Linked DNA regions of Sus scrofa: all the other regions are linked to region 3. Evidence: chromatin contacts called from public Hi-C data. All regions are on one chromosome and are shown on one strand. Each heading gives the region's core, a stretch centred on a gene start, on an enhancer-like site or on the middle of the called end of the contact. The rest is flanking DNA. Distances are from core to core; before and after follow the strand shown.

Evidence for each region. Hi-C and Micro-C count contacts between places; a contact is called where the count stands out from the background.
Region 1: a Hi-C map of liver shows a contact between it and region 3, with 4 times the contacts expected there. The contact joins the promoter of LOC106510528 here to the promoter of LOC102159768 in region 3. A contact is called at or near these places in 1 of 5 promoter capture datasets (liver), 2 of 47 Hi-C or Micro-C datasets (heart right ventricle and liver) and 1 of 2 datasets of contacts at active chromatin or transcription factors (alveolar macrophages).
Region 2: a Hi-C map of liver shows a contact between it and region 3, with 4 times the contacts expected there. The contact joins the promoter of ZNF570 here to the promoter of LOC102159768 in region 3. A contact is called at or near these places in 2 of 5 promoter capture datasets (fetal liver and liver) and 3 of 47 Hi-C or Micro-C datasets (heart right ventricle, liver and skeletal muscle).

The regions. Positions count from the first base shown.
Region 1 is chr6:45,740,960-45,745,375 of Sscrofa11.1, reverse strand. LOC106510528 (zinc finger protein 461) reads right to left here and starts at 1,532. Exons shown (of 4, transcript XM_021097140.1): 1 at 1,386-1,532. The coding sequence starts at 1,394.
Region 2 is chr6:46,439,399-46,443,989 of Sscrofa11.1, reverse strand. It overlaps ZNF570 (zinc finger protein 570), which reads right to left and starts at 1,433. Exons shown (of 5, transcript XM_013998450.2): 1 at 1,043-1,433; 2 at 190-264. The coding sequence starts at 222.
Region 3 is chr6:46,077,135-46,081,743 of Sscrofa11.1, reverse strand. It overlaps LOC102159768 (zinc finger protein 568-like), which reads left to right and starts at 2,402. Exons shown (of 6, transcript XM_021097156.1): 1 at 2,402-2,934; 2 at 3,770-3,822. The coding sequence starts at 3,814.

The sequences.
Region 1 (4,416 bases), core at 283-2,782, 340 kb after region 3:
GCTCAAGGCGACGCCAGATCCTTAACTCACTGAGCAAGGCCAGGGATTGAACCCACATCCTCAAGGATACTGGTCAGGTTCCTTACTGCTGAGCCACAATGGAACTCCCATAACAAAGGAATTTTTGAAGGTTAATATGAACATTTCAGGGAAGAAGCAGCACTCAATAATCTTAGACACTTTTTGTACATGCAACAGTGCTATTCTTTTAGCCCATTTGAGGTGGGGTTTTTTTGGTCTTTGTGCCATTTCTTGGGCCGTTCCCACGGTATATGGGAGGTTCCCAGGCTAGGGGTCTAATCGGAGCTGTAGCTGCCAGCCTACACCAGAGCCACAGCAACGCGGGATCCGAGCCACGTCTGCGACCTACACCACAGCTCATGGCACCGCTGGATGGTTAACCCACTGAGCAAGGGCAGGGATCGAACCCGAAACCTCATGGTTCCTAGTTGGATTCGTTAACCACTGCGCCACGACGGGAACTCCCCATTCGAGGTGTTTCTAAGGGGAATGGCAGAAATAGTGAGGCAGAGAAAAATTATGAGATAACAGGCTTTTCCTGCAGCTCAAACTTTGTGTGACTTTTGAGTGTGATATGCAGTAGCCAGAGCCGTGGAGACTACATTTCTATGATTGTGTGAGCTATGTTTCTATGTTCTAGGTCATAAGTTTCTGCTCTATGTTATGTTCTCTATTTCTATGATTCTTGTGTGAGCTCTTCAGATCCTGTGAGAGCTCTTCAGTTGAGGAAGTAGACTAAGTTGGCAAGGGTAGTGCTTGTTTGTTTTTTGGCTGCGCCTGTGACATGTGCAAGTTCCTAGGCCAGGGATCGAACCCGGGTCACAGGAGTGACCCAAGCCACTGCAAGGTGATAGTGCAGTTGGATCCTTAACCTGATGAGCCATAAGAGAACTCCAAGAGTAGTTTTTTTGTTTTCATTACTTGCTGTTGCTATAATATATGTCGCTTTGCCTGAAGTTTTGTGATAATAAACATGGGGTAGCTTATGTGATTTTGGTTTTATGACGCGTGTATGAATCCACAGGTGACTACTGGAATGTCTCCCTAACTACTTCGTTGCGTGGTTGTAAGGGTTTGTGTAAATGTGCTTTTCTTTTATATAAATAAATGGGGCTTACACAAAGAGCCAATTGCAATCATGGTCACAAACACAAACGTCATTTACACATATGCCCATGCACACAATTACACTGTCACAAAAGCATGACTCCAGGAGCTGTCACAACAGCCAAATACACTTAGTCCGGAGACTAATTTCCGTCACACACCCACATCCTAATCCCTCCCTCCGGTTGCTCCTGCACTTAGAAACCTAACACTCCAGACACTCCTCTTGCCAGTCCTGGGGCGACAGGATTCGTTACCTTCAGCATCCTCAGGAGGAGCTCTGGTCCAAGCTCTGACTCGAATTCCAGGACCCACGCAGAGCCCTGCCTACTGAACCCGTCCTGGGAAGCCCTCAACCGCCTCTGCCGCTGACCATTCACCCGACGTTCCTACCGGAAGTAGCTCTGGCGCGCTGTGGGCTCTGGGAAACGTAGTCCGCGAGCAAGGAGCCTGGGAGGCTAGCGAAGTAGGTAGATCTTCCGCCAGACTTCCTGCCGCACCTGCGCGCTTTCAATGAGGCTATGAGAGATGCCACCACCGCCCAACTGAGGGGCGCAAACTCGGATCTGATGCAGAGAGCTTCAGCCTCTGCTGTGCGGTTGCTATGCTGGATGTGTTTTCTGTCCACGTATCCGAAAGCGCGTCAGATCGAGAGGGAGAGGATTATGTGACAGCGAGTGGAGGGTGTCAAGCGTGAGAAAACTCGTATGTGAAAGCGGATGTGGTGCATACTTGTATAGGTTTAGGCGGTGAGCTTGGCCACGCGCAGTGTTTGTGTGGTGGCATAATGTGATGTGATTTAGGTATGCGCTTGAGACAGTGATTGGTTACTCATGATTGCGGGTGGCGCGGTTACACAGGCAATGACCTTGTAACATTCAGTGTGCCAGGTCTACCTGTGACTACTGGGAGGATTTGGCTGTGGCGAGTGTCCGCGGGTGAATTTCACTAGAGAAGGGAGGAAGCTTGTCTCTTAGGACTAGGAGGCACCGAATGGATGAATCACAGATTCCTGGTGAAGGGTGAACTGGTTCTGAGCCTTATCTTGGCGGTGGAGGGGAGGGGGGGGTTGTGAGGTGATACTGTGTGTCTAAGTGTGCATGAGAGACTGGAATTAACTGAGAGGGGTGGAAACTAGTACAGATTAACTGCCAGAAGGGACAAATCTATGGTAAAGATTTTTAACCTTGCTGAGAGGCCAGAAACCCTATCTCTTGTGTGAGGAAATGTATCTGTGAGAACATGGGATTGTGTTTCTTTGTCGATTCTTGATCATATGTGTGAGATGGTGTGCACTTGAGACTATCACTGGGAGAGAGTGTTGAGTGAAACGTACGAAGTTTGTGAAAGTGGTTTGTGACTAGAGCCAAATCTCTGGATGAATTTTATGACAGTGAAAATATATGTTCAGTGAGTGAGTATAATGCTGTGATTTGAGTTTGATATTTTAACTGAGTATGATTGGGTAGGAGATCACATGAGAGATTTGGTAGATACATTTTTGTGTGTGTTAGAAGGCAACTTATGTAAGTTAAAATCTTGATAGAGATAGTGTATATGGTTGTGATTTTATATTAGTAACTACATGAGAGACTGCAGTATTACAAGTGTGTGAGATTGAGTTTACTACCTATAAAAAGACAATGATGGGAATTCCCATAGTGGCTCAGTGGTTAATGAATCCGACTAGGAACCATGAGGTTGAGGGTTCTATCCCTGACCTCGGTTGGTGGTTTAAGGATCCGGTGTTGCTGTGGCTCAGATCTCGTGTTGCTGTGGCTCTGGCGTAGGCCAGTGGCTACAGCTCTGATTAGACCCCTGGCCTGGATCCTCCATATGCCGCGGGTTTGGCCCTCAAAAAACGAAAGACAAAAAAATAAATAAAAAGCAAAATGACCATGACTTTTTTTTTTTAATTTCTGTCATGTGGTAACTGGAAGAATGGTTGATGTTCTTTGGTAGACGTGAAAGATGGTAAGTCTGCTAAACTCTTTAACTTGACCTGTATAAATGGAAGAGTTCTAGGGCAAGAGAACAAAAGTCTAGCTTGAATGATAAGAGTCACAGCCCCTCATTTCTCAGACTTAACCCTCTATACAGACTTAGAACCTCTGCAATGAGTGGCCCTGCTACATTACCAAAAATTTACATTGTTAAATTTTCCCCTAAGCTTTCCCAAAGGAACCTACAGCCTTTACCCGGATAACTATGTCAAGGAAAAGGAAGTGATCAGAACTTTCAGGGAATACTGAACACTGGTTCTGGACACTAATTTTAGGAGACCCAAAACATCACTGTGGTTCACTAGTCAGGGTGGACCAGGGCCTGTAGCAGTCAGGTGATCGATGAAGTTTTAGCTCAAGTCCATCTAAAGTAGACCCTAAACCCATCCTGTGGTTTTTTCCCCCCCCAAGTCCTGGAATGGATAATTGGGATAGACATACTCAGCAGCTGTTAAGAATTCTCACATGGGTTCTCTGTCCTGTTGAGTGAGGGCTATGATGGTGGGAAAGGACAAGTGGAAGCTACTAGAACGGCCTCTACCTAGAAAAACAGTAAACCAAAAGAAACACTGCATTTCAGAAATCAGTGCCATCATTAAGGGCTTGAAAGATGCAAAGGAGGTGATTCCCACCACATCCATATTCAACTTGCCTATTTGGCCTGCGCAGAAGACAGATGGACACTGGAGAATGATAATGGATCATCATAACCTTAACCAGGTGGTGACGCCAATTGCAGCTGCTGCACCGAATGTAGTTTCATCCATTGAGCAAATTAGCACATTCCTGGTACCTGGATGTAACTATTGATCTGGCAATTTTTTTCTTCCCTCGTATTAATGAAGACAACCAGAGGCAGTTTGCTTTCAGCTGTCAAGGCCAGCAATACATCTTTGATGTCCCACTTCAGGGCTCTATCAACATTCCAGCCTTATGTCATAATTTAGTTCACAAAGATCTTAATTACCTTTCCCTCCACAAAATGTCATGCCGATAAATTTCACTGATGACAATATGCTGATTGGGCCTAGTGAGCAAGAAGTGGCAACTACTCTAGATTTATTGGTAAGACATTTGTGTATCAGAGGGTGGAAAATAAATCCACCAAAAACTCAGGGACCTTCTACCTCAGTGAAATCTGTAGGGTTCCAGTGGGGTGGGCATGTCAGATACCCTAAGGTGAAAGATAAGTTGTTGCACCTGGCTCCTCCCACAACCAAAAAATGAAGTGCAGCAATGGATCCATTACCATGGAATTCCTGGTCTTACTATGTTCCCTTCCATC
Region 2 (4,591 bases), core at 184-2,683, 360 kb before region 3:
CAGGGACCAAATATTTACCGCCTTGCAGGCCAGGGCAAGGACTTTAGCATTTATCCAGAATAAGGTGGGAATCCATTGGAGGATTTTAAAAAGTGATGTGATTGGTTACCCAGAAAGGTTTCAGCAGAAGGAAAGTCTGCTCTTTTGAAAAGCAGGAAAATATTTCAGGAAAGAGAAACACTAACTCACCTGGTACATGGCTTTAAGAAGTCCAACAGCCATTCTTTCCTCCCCTTGGCTCTTCACTTGAGAAATGGCACAGCCCTTAGATGAGTGAGATGAAGAAAAGAACATCAGAAACTAGGCTTTCCTTGCAGCATCCAGAATAAGCAGCATAGAATTTTTTGGCTTCTTTTTTCCTCTGTTGCACCCTTCCCTCCAATAGAGAAAGCTTAATAGAGACCTAGGAATCTAATGGCATACAATTTAACCTGTGCCTAAATCACTTCCTAATTTATTATTTTAACAACAGATTTTCTAGATTTTGCAAATAAAGACTGACTCCAAGCAATGTAACTATTTGCATAAAGACACACAGCTAATAAATAACAGCACCAAGATCAAACAAAGGTCTTCCTGACTCCACTTATCTTTCTTTCTCCTCACCAGTAGATCAGTGGCTCTGAAACTTGGTGACACACTTGGCTAGCTTTAATGGATATTGGTGGCACAGTCTCACTCAGTCCCCACTACCCTCCCCGACACACACATACATTCACAAATTCTTAAAAACTACAGCGCCAACCACCATCTTACGAAGATCACAGTCAGCGGCCATGGGTACCGGCAGACTCACACCGTCACCTCTCCCATAACACCCAGCCTCAAATATCAGTGTATCACAACCGATGGTCTCACTCACACACTCCAACCACAAAGAGGCCGAGGATACAGGAACAACAGGGGACAGAGTCCCCTCTCACCCCTACTGACAGTCTCACCTTCTGTGGCACCAACCATCGACTCACACCCACAGTCACAGAAATCTGATGTGCACAGGCATATCGGGTGACAGGCTCACGCACCGTAAGGTATCAATCACCTTCTCACACGAAGAGTCACAGAAAAGGCCCAGGACCGACGTCTGGGTGACCCACAGGCCACTCCTCAACCCACTTCCTACCTGCAGAACTGAACTGCCGGAAGATCGGGTCCCAGCCCGGAAGGCTCCGGCAACCTCCTCTCGGGCCCACCTCCTGCCCTGAATCTGAAGGAACTCAGCCTCCGCGGGCCTGGAAATAAGCGACTCGGCCTCCGGAGGACACAAAGGCGCCAGGGGCCCAGTGCTCGCGGGGGCCTCTGGGAAATGTAGTCCTAACCAGAAAAAGCCTCGGCGCGGGGGATACCAACAGCCACAGGGCGGCTCTGCTGGGGATACGTAACATCGCCCCCTACGCCCCGGCTCCTGCCACAGCGAATTCCCCCTGGCCTTGCCGGAGCGTGGAAGTCTCAATCGCTTCCTCTCTGCTTCAAACCTGGGTCCGCCACAGGACGAGGCCAAGCGTCACGCTAGACGGTTTCGGATTGAAGTGCGCAGGCACTAGGTCTCGGTCCACCTCCCTTAGTAACCAGGCGGAGAATTACAGGCAGTGTGTTAACCGCAGGGGGTCGAGTTGGTGTGTAGGGCCGCCCCTACACAAAGTGGGTGAGGATGAGGTCCCATATTCTGAGAGACGGGAAAAAAAAGTGTGGCGGGGCAGTTGGGAGTGAAGTGCGCAGATGCATTATGTTCCCTCCCGGTCCTACCTCCCACTAGGGCGTTCTTGCCCTGGGAATGAAGACCGGAGGGGAGGGGTCAGGATCTAGAAGTTCATCCCTTTGCGTATGATTCCTGTATTTGTGATTTGGTGACTGTGGATGTGAATGTGTCCCGTCTTCCTAAAATAGATCCTCTGCCGGGTATCTTCAAAGTTCCCTTACTGGCTACATACGGATGTAAATGTCTCCAACAGGTCTTCTCTGATTACACCTCTCCTTCAATACTCCATGACTCCTTAACCTGACTCTATACCCCCTTAGAACAATAGTGTTTATAATTTATTTGTTTTGGTTTCTGTCACATGACTGATTTTGTCGGTTACTGCATGACCTTTTGATCCTGTCGTGTGTGTTGAGAGACCATGCAAAAATCTTGAATGTTGGAGTGAGCATGGTGCATTTCTGTGACCATGTGTGTGATTGTGTTATTTGTGTGTGACATTTGTGAGGTTAACTATAAGAATGTACTATGATAGAAAGTGACTGGTAGAGAGTGGAGTAGGAGTGTATGGCAGACCTTGAGGATCAGACCAATGGGTGTGGGTTTTCTTGAGATCATTTCATAATAATAAGGTAGTTCATCAAGAGAAAATAATCATAAATGTTTATGCACTTAATAATAACATCAAAATACATGAAAGAAAATCTGATAAAGTTAGGAGAAGGAGATAAATCCACAATTATAATCCAGATGTTCCGCTTATACTCTCAGTAACTGTTAGAACAAGTAGGCAGAGAATCAGTTTAAAACAGAAAATTTGAAAAACACTGTCATCGACCTAACTGATATTTACAGAGCACTGCAACCAACAACAGCAAAAAATATTAATTAAAAAATAAAATAAAATGAGTTCCTTAGTGGCCTAGCAGTTAAAGATTTGGCATTGTCACTTTTATGGCTCAGTTTGATTCAACAACAAACAAATCCACAAAAACCCTAATTTTTTCAAGTGCACATGTAACATTTACAAAGATAAAAAATATTCTGGATACTTCACATTGGACAGTCACCTGTGTGGGAAGAAAAGAGGAAGCTAAATTAAATAAAGAAAATATGATTCAGGAGTTCCCATCATGGCTCAGTGGTCAATGAGTCCAACTGGGAACCATGGGGTTGCGGGTTCGGTCCCTGGCCTTCCTCAGTTGGTTAGGGATCCAGTGCTGCCGTGGGCTGTGGTGTAGGTCTCGGCCAAGGCTCGGATCCCAAGTTGCTGTGGCTCTGGCATGGGCTGGCAGCTGCAGCTCCGATTGGACCCCTGGCCTGGGAATCTCCATAGGCCACAGGTGTGGCCCTAGAAAAAACAAACAAAAAAGACAAAAAAGACAAAAAAAAAAAGAAAATATGATTCAACTTCCTTGTAAGTTATTCAATAGTGTTTTTGTGGAATGCACTGGATTATTCGATAAAAATACTGATAAAAAGTATTGATAGAAAAAATATTCTGGGCCACAAAACAAGCCTCTTTCCACAATGGAGTTAAAGTATAAATCAGTTAGCTGAAAGATAATATGGATAATTACCCAATATTTGGAAATGAGCACATTCCTAAGAAACTGCTGGGGAGTTCCCGGCGTGGCTCAGCAGTAACAAACCTGACTAGTAGCCATGAGGTTGCCGGTTCCATCCCTGGCCTCGCTCATGGGTTAAAGATCCAGCGTTGCTGTGAGCTTTGGTGTAGGTCCCAAATGTGCCTTGGATCCTGAGTTGCTGGGGCTGTAGTGTAGGCTGGCAGCTGCATCTCTGATTCAACCCTTGGCCTGGGAACTTCTATATGTTGCAGGTGCAGCCCTTAAAAGCAAAAAAAAAAAAAAAAAAAAAAAAGTCAATTCACCCCAATTAATTTACATACTCAGTACAATCTCAGTGAAAATTCCAGATAGGTTTAAAAAAAAATAGGCAAATTCCTAAAACTCTCCTTGGTGTTTGAAATAAAAGTTTATTTCCACACAAAAAAATTGTACATGAATGGATATAGCAGCTTAAATTATAACAGCCAAAAGTTGTAAACAACCCATGTGTTCTTCAATGAGTGAATGGCTAAGCAAACTGTGGTATATCCACATGGAATTCTAAAAAGAGTGAATTACACATGTAACAAATGTATGAATCTACAGAGAATTAAGTCAATATTCTTTTTTTTTTTTTCTTTTTCTTTTTTAGGGCCACACTTACAGCATATGGAAGTTCCCAGGCTAGGGGTCAAATAGGAGCTACAGCTGCTGGGCTACGCCACAGGTCACCACAATACCAGATGTTTAACCCACTCAGTGAGGCCAGGGATTGAACCCGAATCCTCATGGCTACTAGTTGAATTCATTTCTGCTACACCACAAGGAAGTCTGAAAAAGCCAATATTCTAATTGCATACCTTGTAATTCCATTTACATAACATTTTTGAAAGGTAAAATTATAGAAATGGAGAACAGATTAGGGTTGCCAGCTCTTCAGGAGGGGGTTGATAGAAGGAGGGAAGTGGGTATGGCTGTAAAAGGACAACATGAAGGATTCTTGTGATGATGGAAATAGAAGCATCAATGTCAAGGTTGTGATACTGTATATAGTATTGCAAGATGTTACCATTGGGAGAAACTTGGGTTCTTGGGTACTTTCTTAATTATTTCTCACAACTGCATGAGAATCCAGAATTACTTCAAAATAAAAAGTTTTAAAAAAAGGCTAGGCCAAAAAGATGGAGTTCCTGTCGTGGCTCAGTGGTTAACGAACCCAACTAGTAACACTGAGGTTGTGCGTTCGATCCCTGGCCTTGCTTAGTGGGTTAAGGATCAGTGAGCTGTGGTGTAGGTTGAAGTCGCAGCTTGGATCCCACGTTGC
Region 3 (4,609 bases), core at 1,153-3,652:
TAGCTCAATGGGTTAAGGCTCCAGCATTGTCAATGCGTCGGCTTGGGTCACTGCAGGTTTGATTCCTGGCCTGGGAACTTCTGAATGCCATGGCTGTGGCAAAAAAAAAAAAAAAAAAAAAACAACCCCCCCACACACACATATACAAAAACAAAAAAAACACTAAAACTCAGTTATAACCATCTAGTAACTTTTTTTTTTTTTTTTTTTTTTTTTGTCTTTTTTGCCTTTCCTAGGGCTGCACCTACATATGGAGGTTTCCAGGCTAGGGGTCTAACTGGACTGTAGCTGCCCGCCTATGCCAGAGCCACAGCAACGCAGGATCCGAGCAGCATCTGCAACCTATACCACAGCTCACAGCAACGCCAGATCCTTAACCCCACTGAGTAATGCCAGGGATCGAACCCAAAACCTCATGGTTCCTAGTTGGATTCGTTACACTGAGCCACAACGGGAACTCTGCATCTAGTACCTTTTTAATAGAACATGTTTTAAGACATTTGAATTTCATTACAGTTACTGTTCTGTTTAGGTGTTCTGCTCCTTTTTTTTTTTTTTTTTTTTTCACACAGTCAAGGCATGTGGAAATTCTTAACCCAGGGATGGAACATGCACCATAGCGGGGACCCCAGCTATGACCACATGGGATACTTAACCAGCTGAGCCACACGGGAACTCCCAAGTTTTCTACTTCTTAGTAGAAATCAGTAATTTGAATTTTATTAGAAAATTACAGTTACTTCTACTATGGTTATGAAGTTGCACAAAGCCTCAAAATTGTTTTAAACATAATGTGTATGGTTTAACTTTTCACATTTCTAATGCTTTTGTTTTGAGTTAATGTTTTGTTATTGCTTATTGTATTTCATTTATCTTTTTTTCTTTTTTTTTTTTTGTCTTTTGTCTTTTTTAGGGCCGCACCCTCGGCATATGGAGGTTCCCAGGCTAAGGGTCTAATTGGAGCTGTTGCCACCAGCCTATGCCAGAGACACAGCAACGCCAGATCTGAGCTGCATCTGCGACCTACACCAAAGGTCACAGCAAGGGAGCGAGGCCAGGGATTGAACCCGCAACCTCGTGTTTCCTAGTCAGATTCATTTCTGCTGCACCATGACGGGAACTCCCATTTATCTTTTAGAACCAAATTGAATTTCAAAAAATCTGGCCCACTTTTTTGTTTTCTATAGTTCATCAATTTCAGAATCAATACTGATGTAAGCAGTTTTCATATATTGAGGTGTGGGAAAGTCATACTGGCTTGTACATAATTTGGCCTGAACTTTATATTGTGAGAACAGCCTTGTATCCTGTTTATTATACATTATACACCTTCTTTAACCATTAAAGAAAAAAATGCACGATCCACAAGTAAAGAATGTCCACTTTGAAAATAGGGATAAATGTCTTCCTTCCTATAAGCCCATGCCAGTGCTTCTTCAAAGATAAGATTCCCTTCCCAGGAGTTCCCAGTGGCGCAGTGGTTAACGAATCCGACTAGGAACAATGAGGTTGCGGGTTCGGTCCCTGCCCTTGCTCAGTGGGTTAACGATCTGGCGTTGCCGTGAGCTGTGGTGTAGGTTGCAGACTCGGCTCTGATCCCACGTTGCTGTGGCTCTGGCGTCGGCCAGTGGCTATAGCTCCGATTCGACCCCTAGCCTGGGAACCTCCATATGCCGTGGGAGCGGCCCAAAGAAATAGCAAAAAAAGACAAAAAAAAAAAAGTTTCCCTTCCCAGACACCAAGGCTATACTGACTTGCTGTGTACATGCTAATCTGTCTCTTTTGAAATCTTGAAGGAATGTTCCCATGTCATATTTGATGTATGTTCTTTGTTCTAACAAGATATAAAACTGTGCTAAAAGCCATGCTTCTCTGGAGCAGTTTCTCACAGCTAGGGAGAGGCTAGATCCACATCCCCCGTCTCCACTCTAGTACTCCTGCGCAGGTGGAATAAAACTCTTTTATTCCTTATTGTAGTTTGTTTACTGATTATTTGTGTCCACAATACTTATTCATTTTATATTTAATAAAATTTGGTAAGTAATGTTTTATAATAAGGACATGACAATGGCCAAAATATAAGGGAACGCTCTTAAAGTAAGAAAAAACTCACTAGAAAGTACTGTTAAAAAATATTAGTGTGACTTTCTAGAGATCTTTTTACCTGTGTTTTTTACCTGTATTAACATACTTATAAATGTTTGAAAACCGTATTGCACGGTATATAGTTTAGTATTGGCATCCTATTCCGCACTCAGGGTCGTTGTCCTTGAACCTCCTCAGGCCCTTCCCAGACTCCCCTCCGTCTAAACTCTCCCCGGCCACGTCCCCAGCCCGCTAGTCTGGGACTACATTTCCCAGAAGCCCTCAGGGTGGGCCGGCCCAGCCCCTACCGGGCGTCTCTGAGACTCCGCCCCAATCTTGCTGAAAAGCGGAGACCTGGGGCTACGGCTTTACGGCGTTCCTGACCGAGGACTGCGTGGGATCTGGGAATGAATTTTCCGCCGGAACGCGAGCACCCACTTTTCCCGACTGTCGGTTACATTTCCCAGAAATCTCCACGGTCCACGGCCCTTTCTTACTCTTCGGCGGCCACCTATGCTACCCCGCCCTGTCGGTTCGCCCAGGTCTTCGACGGTGTTCCAGCGTAGCTGGGCGGTCTGGACTGCGTTTCGCTAAAGGCTGGGAACGCTACGCGATTCTGGGCGGAGAAGACTGTTGTGCGGGCCGCCCAGGCTCCAGTAGTTTTCCTCCTCTGGACTACATTTCCCCGAGGGCTCCGCGGTGTAAGCAGCTTTTGGCTGAAAGTGGCTGGCTGGTGGTGAGTTGGCGGGAGTTCGGACGCTAAGGATCGGGACATTCCAGGCGACCTCGCTCACTGGTTTGGGGAGGATTCAACCAGACTGGAGAGAGAGGAGCCCAGAGAAGTGGACGGTGAGGATTCCCGGGACAGGGCTGGGGTCTGCCAGGAGTTTGTTAAGCGTGGTTGACTGTCGGGCTTGTCTGAGCGGCGTGCAGAGAGGGTGGGGTACCTTATCTAAGTAGTACTATGTATGTGTTCGTGTGTGTGTGTCTCCCGCGGTGGATACCTTAGCTGGAGAGAGTGGGTGTGCGCGCGTGCCCCCATTGTGGCCACTTCGCCAACTCTGCCTTTGGGGGTAGAACTGGGAATGGCGCCTTCTTTGTACGTTTTTGGTCGGCGCCGAGTGGGGTCCGCTAGCGAATGTTTGGAGCTTCTACCTCAAGCCCAGATTGATCTCATTGCAATCTCCATCCCAAGAGCTGCACAGCTGCAGCCGCCCACTCTCCATCGTGCTGAATGGCTTTCTCCTGGGGTTGTTTATGGTGTTTGTCCGGGGGTTTCTAGAGCTTTGGGCAGGGAGCCCCTCCTATTTCTATTTCTCTGTTCTTTGATCACCTTGACCCCTGTGGTCACCTAGGATCCAGGCCCCGGGAGGCCTACAAAACAGGAATGTGGGACTCTGATAGGTGGAACCAATTAGAATGTGTCTTGGAGCCACAGATCTGGGCTTGGTGTAAGATACTGGCCTAAAAGAACCCGAAGTCCTGCCCTTAGGGAGGAAGGAGGCTGCAGTCCGGGAGTCTGGCCCAGGACTCCCACCTGTACCCCTAAGACCCCCTGCTCTTCTTTTTCATGAGGAAGGGAGTGGTGGAGTTGCAGGCTTTTAGACTTGGCCTCCTCTGGGCTCCAGGAAGGAACTGTTGTTTCATAGTTTCTTAACCTTTTCCCACTTTTTCCTTCTCTAAGAATCCGGAAGAGGAGGAGAGAAGAGCCGCTGTGCATCAGAAGTCATGGCTGAGGTAAGTTGTATTTGCCATTTTCTTTTTGGAAAGTTCTTGCTGGTTTTCAGGACAGTATCTTGTTATAGGAGTCTATCTAGAAGATTTACAGCAGTGATTTGGAGGAAGGGGAAGAGAGGAGGAAACTACATTTTTGGAAGTGTTTTCCTACACCAGCCAGGAACCTAAATCTAGGCTGCTTTGCATACCTTGTCATATCTGATTGGAAGTTCCATTTCCCTGGATTTTGTTTACTGCTAGAACAATCTTGATAGAATGTGTCTGAGTGATATGGCAGGGAAATAAAGTTTATCACCCATGGTCCCACCATCTAGAGATAATCACTATTAATGTTTAAAATTATTTTCTTGAGGAGTTCCTGTTGTGGCTCCACAGAACTGAATCTGACTTAGTATCCATGAGGACGCAGGTTCGATCCCTGGCCTTGCTCAGTGGGTTAAGGATCCAGCATTGCCTTGTGAGCTGTGGTGTAGGTCGCAGATGTGGCTCCGATCCTGAGTTGCTGTGCCTAAGGTGTAGGCTGACAGTTGCAGCTCCATTTCAACCCCTAGCCTGGGAACCGCCATATGCCGTGGGTGCAGCTCTAAAAAAAAAGGGTATTTTCTCTGCACATGTGTGTGGGTATGTAATTTTATTTTCAGAATAGGATGATATTACTAATAAAAGCAACTAACTTATTGAGTGTTTACTTGAAGTAACTTGTAGTTTGAAGTTCTTGATGTTTATCATCTTGTTGAATCCACATAACAGCCCTATGAGTCAGGTAGGTTTTTTTTTTTCCTTAGGT